Regions from separate parts of the Gasterosteus aculeatus genome. Here region 1 is linked to region 2. The links are chromatin contacts, called in public Hi-C maps. All regions are on one chromosome and are shown on one strand. Each heading gives the region's core, a stretch centred on a gene start, on an enhancer-like site or on the middle of the called end of the contact. The rest is flanking DNA. Distances are from core to core; before and after follow the strand shown.

The links. A called contact is a pair of places that touch in the nucleus more often than the background predicts.
Region 1: a Hi-C map of liver shows a contact between it and region 2, with 4 times the contacts expected there. The contact joins two enhancer-like sites. A contact is called at or near these places in 5 of 6 Hi-C or Micro-C datasets (liver, skeletal muscle, tail fin and 1 more).

The regions. Positions count from the first base shown.
Region 1 is chr20:5,019,577-5,025,176 of fGasAcu3.hap1.1, forward strand. No RefSeq gene overlaps it. Among protein-coding and RNA genes, the nearest start is that of LOC120810496, 10 kb to the right of the region's middle. Within about 2 kb of position 3,190, at least 1 of the 9 cell types and tissues checked has open chromatin away from gene starts, as enhancers often do. A contact at or near this core is called in liver, where this site is marked.
Region 2 is chr20:4,922,400-4,927,629 of fGasAcu3.hap1.1, forward strand. It overlaps rab5ab (RAB5A, member RAS oncogene family, b), which reads left to right. Exons shown (of 6, transcript XM_040165238.2): 6 at 1-814. Among protein-coding and RNA genes, the nearest start is that of LOC120810578, 7.7 kb to the left of the region's middle. Within about 2 kb of position 3,167, at least 4 of the 9 cell types and tissues checked have open chromatin away from gene starts, as enhancers often do. A contact at or near this core is called in liver, where this site is marked.

The sequences.
Region 1 (5,600 bases), core at 1,940-4,439, 97 kb after region 2:
TGTCCTGAATTATGTTTGCATGGATTTCCTCCCACGAATAACATCCAAAGGGTTTGTTAACGAAGACTCAGCCAAAACTAAGCAACGCCTGCTTTGGGCTTCCAGGCAACACACTGATAGCAGAGAGGAGAGCAGCGTTTGAGTAAAGATGACAAATGCAAAAAGGCCACGTTGTCATCGCGGACATTCAGAATCGACGAGCGTGGTGGGGAAAGAAGAAACACAGAGTCCAGATGAAATATGGAAAGTGTTATTATTGAACTTTCAGCAAGAGCAGCTTCAGCGTCTGAATATCTGTAACTGACTGCACACAAAGACGCCTAATGATGATGATGATGATGATGAACATGAAACACAACCTTCCTGCGAGAAACACACTGTCTTGACAGTGAGTGTTAAAACACAAGCATGCAGATGACAGTGCGCTAACTTGATAAGAACAAAACCTTCTTTGCACCTCATTGTGTCATAAAGTTTAATTTCAAACGTTTGTATCCGCAGCTCATAACAAGCAGTAACTGCCTGAGTGAAAAGCAGATTACTAATTACAATTTATCACCTTCTTCAGACCTTTACCTCCAATCACATCAAGCTCTGATGCTGAAATAATTACATCCTTTTGAAATGTTTATACATTTCAGATTGCAGTGATGAAACGTTTCACCTTTTCTACACACAGATAAGCACAATAATTAACACGTAAAGCCACAGCGAGACCGGCGTTTCTCTCATCTTCTCGATCGTCGCCTCCTTTCAACTGGTGATACCGATTGTGTTTTGGTTCAAAAGGAATCATGTTGTTGGACTTCAAAATCTGTCCATGGGGGATTCGTGTGAGAACCCACCAGCCCTCGGAGAGGAATAAACAAACATATAAAGCAGCTTCTCCTCACCCAGCGTTTCAGTGCCTTCCCAAATCTCACAATGTGCTTCAGCCTCACCGGGTAGTTTCCTTTATGGCTGCCGTGGTTGTTTGCATCACTCTGATATAATGTCCCATGCATGTATTTGTTATACCAAAAATACCAAATCTCGTAATTCTTTTTGAATCAGTTGTTGTAATCTCACTTATGTCTTTCAAGCTCTGGAGTTTGAATCGAGAACTGAGCTGTGAACTTGGAAAAGAAAGGTTTTCAGATGATGAGAGGGGACCGCTGGGGGCCGAGTGGCCCCGTTAGTCGGTGATTGCTTCACCAGGACTTGTGTTAGAGTCGATCTCAGGGTTTCACTCTGATGATAAGTGGCATATATATAGATGTATATATGTATATACACCGGTAAAATAAAAGCATATCAGTGCACACATACTTCCGAGGCAAAGAAAGAAGGGAAATCAAAGTTATGAAACATTTTTACAAGTTTAAAGTCAAGCATCCTGCATCCATTGTTTGGCTCAACAAAACACAACCAATTTGTGCGAGCACACGTGCACGGCGTCTGTTCGCAGTGATGTGCTTCCATTTCCTCAGTGGGCCCGGCTCTCTTTAGCGCCTCTCGGTTCAAACCTTTCACAGGAGCGCATGAGTCTCTGGTGGCTAACACGCCCCTACACACATTACATGGTTAATGGAGTGAACTATTCCTTTAAGAAACAATGAAATGTTTGGCTGGCATTGGGATTATTGTTGAGAGAATCTGATTTGAAGGATTGCGAGAGCAGCAGACCAATGCAAAGCTGCGCTGTGATTGTGTGGCTTTTGTAGTTAAATGTTGCTGAGGAAGCATTGTTTTGCGGAAGAATGGATTTTTTAAACCTTTTTATTGGTCGCTGTGTGTTTATTTGATGAAATCTTGCCAGATATGAGTAGTAACCTTTTTATTAAAGCTGTAAGCTACTTGAGGCAGTGACTCTTTAACAACGCCCCTAGCTGTTGTAAAGTCGCTGTGAATCACTCCCTCTCATGGATCATTGCCTCAATGAACGCATCCATACACCTTAATCACAAGCAAAACACTTCAGCAACTTCCACACCAAAGTCTTTAGGTTAGTCTCTCAATAACAGGCGAGACTAATATGTATCATCAAACTGCAGAAAAGGGTTCTGGAAGTTTATCAGAGTTTGTTGATTAAAGAAGCTGAAAATTGTCACTCGGGTTGAAAAAAGTTGATTTGTGTCAGAGAGAAAATAACTTCCCCCTTGTATGGTTCGGGTTGTATTGTATTGGCATTACTTCCCCCATTTTCCATTACAAAATACACTATTGAAATGTATTTCCAAGGAGTCATTTCAGCCTGTGGCGAGGCTGAAGTCCTGGCCCTGAAGAGGCTGAGTGAGTCAGGTTTAGAAAACTATATATGTATAAATAAATATGTATGTATAAATTCCGTCCTCCTTTCTCACGCGGCGTGCACAGCTTGGCTGCAGCGAGGCCGCAATCAATCAGCGGCTATTCAAACACAATCAACCATGTTGTGCCACGGTGCCACACAAACCTCTTCTCCAATTACCGACACAATCACATCTGATTGCTCCACATGAGAGTCTTGGTCAGTTTCCAAAGCGAAGACTTTCACTGTGTGACCCCAGCCAGCGAGCCCATGTACAACGGCCTGCACGTGGCCACATGCTTTGTCTCAATCTCACACACGTTTCTCTTCTGTACTTAATTTATCGATCATTTGTTTCCCTCTTTACACTTTGGCAGCGTGAGTGCTGTTATAGGCCGATAGTAAAAGCTGAGAAACTGTGAATGTAATTGAGAGCAAGAGGGATGGAGCGCTGCTGCTGTTTCTAGTTATTTATTCACACTCACACACACTGGCTCGTTGTTCGTATGTCTCCAGACTGCCTCCCTGTGTTCCCCTCAGTAATAAACTGTTCCTTTTTTCCTTGATGCAAATTCGCCGTGGCCTTGTCGTTTGCATCCCTTCCTCCCGGCCTCGACGACGCAGTCTCAATAAGCAGCGGCCAGTATTTAGGAAAATGCTCGCGGCGCGGGTTGTGTTTTTTTGGTCTGCGCCGTGGAGATTAACGGTGTGTTTGGCTTCCCTCCGTGCTGTTGTTCGTCGTCGTGCTGTACCCAGGAACCCACTGCTGTTTAGGGCACACGGGATAATGGCAGATAAATGTGGTGTGAAGCCGGGATGGGGGGGGGGGGGGGGGCTCAGCGTAAGAGGAATATGTCGACAGATGAGGTAATGTGTCTGTTCATGTTACAGTTTGTTTGCTCCCCCCGTGTGCTTAGCTGACCTCTGGACAGCAGTGGAGACGAGAGCGGAACTACAGCCGCCGCGTTTACAGCAGTAATGACACTGAAGTATTAGAGGCCTCTGTTTTTGTGCAGGATTCCCGAGGAGCTAACCGGACAGGGCTTTGAGCTGGGGTCACATTTTGCGACGGAAAACAGCCGACGCAGAGAGAAGGGAGGAGTGCGTCGAGGGAGAAGTGAAGTGACAGCTGAAGGCAGTAAAGAGCCGTTTTAAAGCCGTACAGCGACAGTGTAACGGTTAATTCAGACGGGTCAGAGTAGCGGAGGATCCTCAGATGACAGCACAGGAAATAAACGCGACTATGTTAAGAGCAGGCACGTGAAAAGTACTTCTCTCTGACCTTGTTTAAAGTGAAATGCACCGTGACAGTTGAATATGAGACTGATTTGCAGTGACGTAGCACAACATGTGTTTTTGCTTGACTGTTTCATTGGAGGAACAGGGTCACTGGTTTGAATCCAACGGGCAGCTGCTGCAGTGGAGTTTCTGCAGGCCGCCGGGGAACTCCCGTCTGTGGTTGTGTGTCCAGCACATGAACGATAAACAGCATGCATGCGCCGTAAACCCGCTGCCTGCATGCGTAGAGGTGAGGAAAGACAGAAAGAGCATCGTTGATTCCGCCTAACGGCCTAAGGAGGAGAAAAAAAGAAGGAGCAAAGTTAAAAGCAACGTGTCTCGGTGGCGACACCGACTTCTTCATGCCGATTAAAAGAAGTATTTTCTCGTGTTCGCCCTGAAAACACAGTCTTCAGCTCCGACTCGGAGCAGGTTGGAATGCGTCCAACCTCGCTTGAAAAGTGAGTTTCACACGAGTGACCCTGAAATAGAACGAGGCGGTCGTGGAGAGCTCTGCTGCACCCTCGGACGAGGTCTGTTGTGGAAAAGAAAACACCCGTGTCTCCAGTTTTGAGGATTTTTTTTATATTCCCAAGGGACTAATCCATTTTGGAGAAAGAAATGTCAGAATTTGGGATTAGAAAATTGGAGCAGGCAGAAGTCAGACAGATTTGTTTCCCTTGCCCGTGAGTTGAGAAGTGTAACCTCTTTTTTTCTCCTGGGTAAAAATCCACTTTTGTACCGAACGAATGGCTGATTTCAAGGATTCAACACCGTATGAGAAACGCTATAAAAGTCCCTCGAGACCAAATGCCTTTCTGTGACATTTCAGGGGGGCGCGATTACACCTGGTAAAACAACTCAAAGGCTTGAGGGATCATTGAGCATCAAATGATTCTGGACCGCGAGTTCATTTTTCCAGGGCAGAGGCACTTTGAGGGAAGCTCTGAATGGAGATGGCGATCGCTGTGCGTGACCTTGGCACGCTGTGATTTTTTTCACCTCAGTCCAGATCAATGTCTCCCGGACTGTGGTGCCATCCCTTAGCCATCACGAGCCCCCCCACAACCCCTACCCACACACCCACCCTGGTCACACCTTCTCCACTTCACGGCGGTGACGTGGAGAGGACAGCGGCACCAACGTCGCCACACAGGAGGAAAGAGTCTCCAGGAAGATCAGTGGAAGGTCTGGTGATTAGCACAGGTCTTACAGCCCCCCCTTGTGTTTGCAGGCAGGAAGTGACACACACACACACACACATACACACGCACACACATGGAGATCAGGATGAAGAGGGAGGCAAAGCCATTGTTTTCTTTTTCTTTTTTTCTCATTGATTTGGGAAGGTGGTCCTGGAATTGTTTTAACAATGGGCCTTAATCTCTAAAACCCCAAAAACAGCATTCTAATGTGCCTCGTACTTGCTGTGCCGATTACCAAACGTTGGCATGGCAACGCACGAATCCAAATGGGGAAGATGGTAAATATTACCTGCTAAACATGATAATGCCCCCGATTTAGAAACGTAATGTTGGGTCCCGGTTGTTCCCTCTGAAGCCACAAAAGACTTCACACGACGCCATCATTTTTAAAAACCCTTTAGTGATTGTCGTTAGGATATTCTGAATTAGGTCTCAGTTTGAACGCAGCATGCTGTGATGAAACATGTGGGCTATGTAGATAGTATATCCTGTTTTAGGATCATTCTTGAGTAGGAGTAGAGGTCACTTTAAGCATTATGAAGGACACTGACATCAACATGGACGTGCACCAGCATCTCAACTCCGACCTTCTTCAGAAGGTGGTCTGAGGAATGCAAGAGGGAGGCTGTGTTCACACGGTCGATGCGGTCAGCCACCAGTGGGAAACTCTTTGAAGCGGCGGGATTTTGATGGGATGAGATGCGACGAGCTCTCATCGATTGTAGCAGATGGTAAACTGGTAACGTCGCCGTCAGACGTGAATGTCGTGGGATCTGATTCTAACACTTGCAATGCGAACGCCCGCATGTGATGGGGAACATGATGTTAAGCGTTCGTTTTCATTAGTC
Region 2 (5,230 bases), core at 1,917-4,416:
CGGCCTTCGCAGATTGTAACTAAATCCTTATGAGGTTCATCGGCGAGTCGATCACAGAAGTCCCGTTTCCACGCGGATACGACTTGACGTGGAGAAGAAGGTCGGCTGGAAACCTGCAGACGGTTGAGCGTCGCGCCCTCTGAGCCGCGTTAAACCCGTGTCTCTGCTCGCCCAATACTCCACCTGCTTCGATTTGGGTGGGGGAGGTGGGGGTGGATTGTTTTCTTTTTTTTTTTTTGAATCCAGTTCAGACCGCACACAAAAAGAATATCTGACTACTGTGGAAACAAATATATACTCCAATGTTGTTATACGGTGCAATGTTGTCTTCTCCCCCCTATAGCACAGCTTGCAGAGCTCACAAGGAAAGCGTCTAGAGATTCCGAACAATTGTACAGTTCAATATAGCTCTCCTATTACCTTGTTTCCTTCCCTTCGTCGTAGGCCGTGTCAACAACTGGTCTGACGTTGAGCGGTGGTGGTCTCGCTCTCTTAGGTATTTGTAGGGTTTTAAAACAAAACCTCTCTCTGGTGTCTGATTATTTTTCCCAGAAATGGTCCATGGTCACGTTTGAAAGAACCTTTTATTGCATTGCACAGTTTTGATCATGTTTTAATTAATGACTTGCCCTTTGGTTTTATATGACGGGTTGTATTGGACTTGGCTAACCTACAGCTATAAGCGGGTAGCATAATTAACCTTACTGGTGGTCTCTTACAGCTTAATGAATTTTAATGATGTAAAACAGCATTACTAGTGATGGGCTGATCAGTTTTGAGTGTCTGAATACAACTTAATAAATTCAGTAAAGAAGTCTCTTGTATGCCTTTTTGCTCATCCACAGGATGCTTCTCATCCTGTGGATGAGAAGTCCAGATTCTGCTCTATAAAGAACGAAAACGAAACCCTCTTGTATCTGCCTCTCCTCTGCTGCTGGCTGTGTTTCTCCTGTGAACCCTCAGCAGGGCCGATCACGCGTTTGGCCGATACTCAAACATCAGTGCGCAGATGATGTGCTGCTCCGGTCGAGTGTCTTTACAACCTCATTAGCCGCCTCCTCGTCCGCCCGACGGACAGAGGAGTCCTGAGGAGACGTGACCCAATAAACACACGTCTCCTTCTCTTCATCCTTTATGTCCTTTTCAACTTACTTTCTTTTTTTTCTTCCTTTTCTCTGATGATATCTAGTCAGGGTAACGGAGAATGAGATTTAGCTCTCGGTTTCAACAGCCTTGGAAGAGCGTTCCTCACGGAACATCGCTTCCCCCGAGCGGTGCAGTTCGCCGATGGATGAGCGACTGGTCGCTGTTGCTAGGCCTGTCGAACGTGCGCACCGTGCATGTCCACATGCAGTTAAACCATTTGAGAGAAGAAAAGAAGATTTATGAACTAGTGGAGCATAATGAGCAAGTGCCACGTTCCCCAAATCACAACTTCCAAGGACAAACATCCAGGATGAGCAGCATAACTAAAAGCAGCTAACATTTAAAAAAGTGACGTTGCACGGTTTAGAAATATGTCTAACGAATGATTTTTACACACCTTTGTCTAAGTTGTACATCTTCCCCACGTTATGTACTTTATGGTACAACTGCTTCACAGTGCGATACTTTATTGAGTTTTATGGTTTACAAACTGCTTACAAATTCAGAGGGATCTTTACTGGTGAATATTTGATTTTGTTGAGGGCCGTTATGGCAAAAAAGCTTTCTTATCTCCAGGTTGACCCGTGCACGGACTGAACCACTCATCCCGCTGTGCACCATGACTACGTGTAAAACAACAAAGCTTGAGTCTGTCCGAAGATATAAAAGTATTTTAAACCACATTCAGTAGTTTCCCTGGCAACAAAATCCATTTTGGATTTGTGCAGGTTGTGACTGCCTGCAGGCTGCCAAAGAAGTGGGAACAAAATGTGTTTTATGTAGTGAAAAAACTGAAAAATTAGGTGTTTCAAAGTGTGGAAATTGTTGACGTATCAAATGATTTCATTACTCAAACTTCCTGCTCTTTGTGGTCGTAACCCGTCAGAACGCTCCCTTCATTGACGGAGCTCCTGAGGTGGAGGCGTAAAAAGCTGCATTTTGAAAGAAATGCACTAAAAAAAATAACACTTCCTTTGTGTGTCAACTTTTCCTTCAGCAGCACATCAGAAGGTGATGACACAATGTTTTTAAAATGTCAAGCACTGGATGTCCGATTGATTCATTGCGATCTGGAAATCTCACGTTTCGATTATAAATTCTCAAGGCAGATGTCTGTTTATTGTCCCTGGATCAGCTCCAGTTTACACTTGAGGGACAGAAACCGTTCAGGAGAAGCCGGTCATCACTAATTCCCATCTTCATTATCTGTAATGGGTTTTTTACACGTTTCTTGCAGCTTGCAGGTGCATTTAAGTACATTCAGTTGAAGGGCGAGTGATAATTCACACACAGGTTTGTGACTCGATGACTTTCGTCTGGTGCTGAAGCATCACCTCATGTGACAGACTCCCCCCTGCGAGGCCTTCTGAACCAAGCCCGACACCTACTCCTACAGGAGAAAATACACTTGCTGTCCGAGCCGTGTGCACTCCACCAAGCATAACTGGCTTTTGGTATTTGCAAACTGAGCACTCGGTATTTGCAAATGCATTTCCCTCCGACTGCAATGTGGGGGCAGCAGTGCACTGCGGCAACAGCGCTCCGCCGGGGAAAAACCTAGAAAACAACATCCATCACACACCCTCTTAAAAAACTGGTGCATTTGCACTTCAAATGTTGACCCGCTGGATTGATAACAACTTTTCACGGCACATCGGTTTCACCGTCAACTACAAAGGAAATCTCGAGTGATTCAGCATTCCATTTTCACGAAGTCGTTCATTTGAAGAAAGGGAAAAATAATTGGGTTGACCAACAAATCAAAGGGAGATGTGCACAGGTGAGACACATGGAGAGAAGTGAACGCCACGTCCTCCAGGGGAAATCTGACGTTTACGTTACGGCCATCAATCTGCATCAAGTTTGGGTTCTCTGTCCTTTACCACATCTCGTTTCGTTCAATCGACTTCTGCAAACACCACACCGGGTGCATTTCGTCCACGCCCGACCTGCAGGCGGATGAGGGGGCAGAGGGAAGCGGTTACCACAGCGACAAGCACTTTAGCATCCCCAGCTCACAGGCCCGTGTGGCTGATTGTTATCTAATCCACCCGCCGGCTCACACCTGTTTAGTATACAGGTGATGCTCTATGCGCGTCGGAAAATAACATTTTCAAACAAGGCTTTGATGTTGTGTATTGTCCTTTTGATATTTCATACCCAGGTATTGCAAAAGCAATGAATGGTTGCAGATCCTCTCTTTACATTGCACATATTCTGGATGTGTGGAACTTCAAGACGTTCCCCCTGTAAATATGTTTGGAACGCATCCATAAGTAAATATACATATCCACATATCCATGTTTGGAACGTATCCATCAGTACGGCTCTTTTCATTTCAGATACACACATACAGGGCGGTGGTGCATCTACCTACACGCGCGGATGTAAATGAGCACGGACGTCGGTGGCCTCGGAGGGAGCAGAAGCGCAAACTCTTGGAGCTCGAGTGCAGCTCGCCTCTAACCGAGCCGAGCTGAAAATAAGCCCAATAAGTCTTGAGCAGGAGATAAAATCGTCCCTGAGCCGAGCGTTCACTCTGAAGGGCTCCAGGAAGGTTGTATTAAGAGATTGTGATCTTCCAGCCACCAGCAGCTGGCATGCCACCAGATAATGTACCGTCCGCTGCCTCCAAAACTCCTCTCAGCGATGCGATCCCTCCGTTTGGCCTAAATTAAAATGCTCGCGCGGTTCCCGTAAGTGTTTAACATAGCCGTGCATTCTGCTATACGAGCCGCTCGTTGTCGTGGAAGCTCACCTTCTACCACCTCCCCGTCCTTGAACGTGATGCGCGTCCACACACGGGCGCTGTGCGTTTGTTTCCTGCTGCGTGTTGTTCATCAAGGTCAAAATATCCGCCTCACTTCACTGACACCAGTTTGAGGAAGTAATTAATGGCGCCATAATTGATGGCGCCCGTCTCATGAGCAAGGAGATTACCAGGAGAGGCGAGGTCACTCTGTGAGGTTTGCGGCCACCTGCAGTACAGGGCACTTTACGCCAAGCTAAGCTATGCTGAGCTAAGCTAAGCTAACCAGCTGCTCACATTTGAAGGGCAGACTGAAAGTGGTCTAAAGAGTGCACTTTTCAAAATGTTGCTTTCGGGACTCCATGCGAACGATTACTTTCCACCTGCAAAACAACATGGCCGCGTTGTAAATAGTGGACTTCAATCGCCATCGGAATCTGAAGGAGATGAACAGTTTAATGGCAGCAATGATTTTCTAAGTCAGCTGCTTGGCGTGAGTCACAATAACAGGAGATGACAACGCTGTCTATATTCATGAGCACTTTGATGAAACAGCTGTCAGCCGAGGCCTTGGAATGTTTTGGATTGCTGGAACAGGGATACACGGACAATGAGTCCCAGAGTTTAAGAGCCAGATGCAAGCCGGCGTCTGACAGCGAGACACTTTACGGCCTGAGTTTTTAAATTCTATCACACGGACGGGCGAATTATGTTTTCTTTTTTTTTCTTAAATTCAAGAAAATTCTGAAAAATCTGTCAAAAGTTTGATACAATATATTAATAAACAAATTAAATCAGGAAGGAAATATATTTCAAAAGGCTTTTAATTTTTTTTGACATTACCGGACTTTTACTTAACAGTAAACATAATTACCACAGCAGCTTGACGGCTTTGTCCCTTGTATTTAAGCATATAATACTATTATTTCCATCATCACAAACTGATACAACACATTAAATCATACGTCTTTGTTGTTTTTTTAGATTGACCCCTTTAGGTCGTGTTTGTGACGAGGCGTGAAGCTCGTGAGCGGATGAGGTCAAGAGAAAGCCGCTGCTAGGTGGCTCGGAAAGGATTTAAAAAAAATACACATTTTGTGTCCTGGTTTATATTCAAAGACATTTTATAATATCAGTTACAGCTATAGGCTGCTTAACATTTTTTAAAAACATTCAAAAGTTAAGTAAGATGTTTTTTATTCCTTCATTAAAGTGTCATGTTGAATACAACTTCCTGTCGAGTTGCCATCCGCCTCGTATTTAGTTTACTGCATATTACAGAAGGTTTCCTACTTTTCCTTCATCCAAAGAAGTGTTGACAGAGTTCTTTAGAGG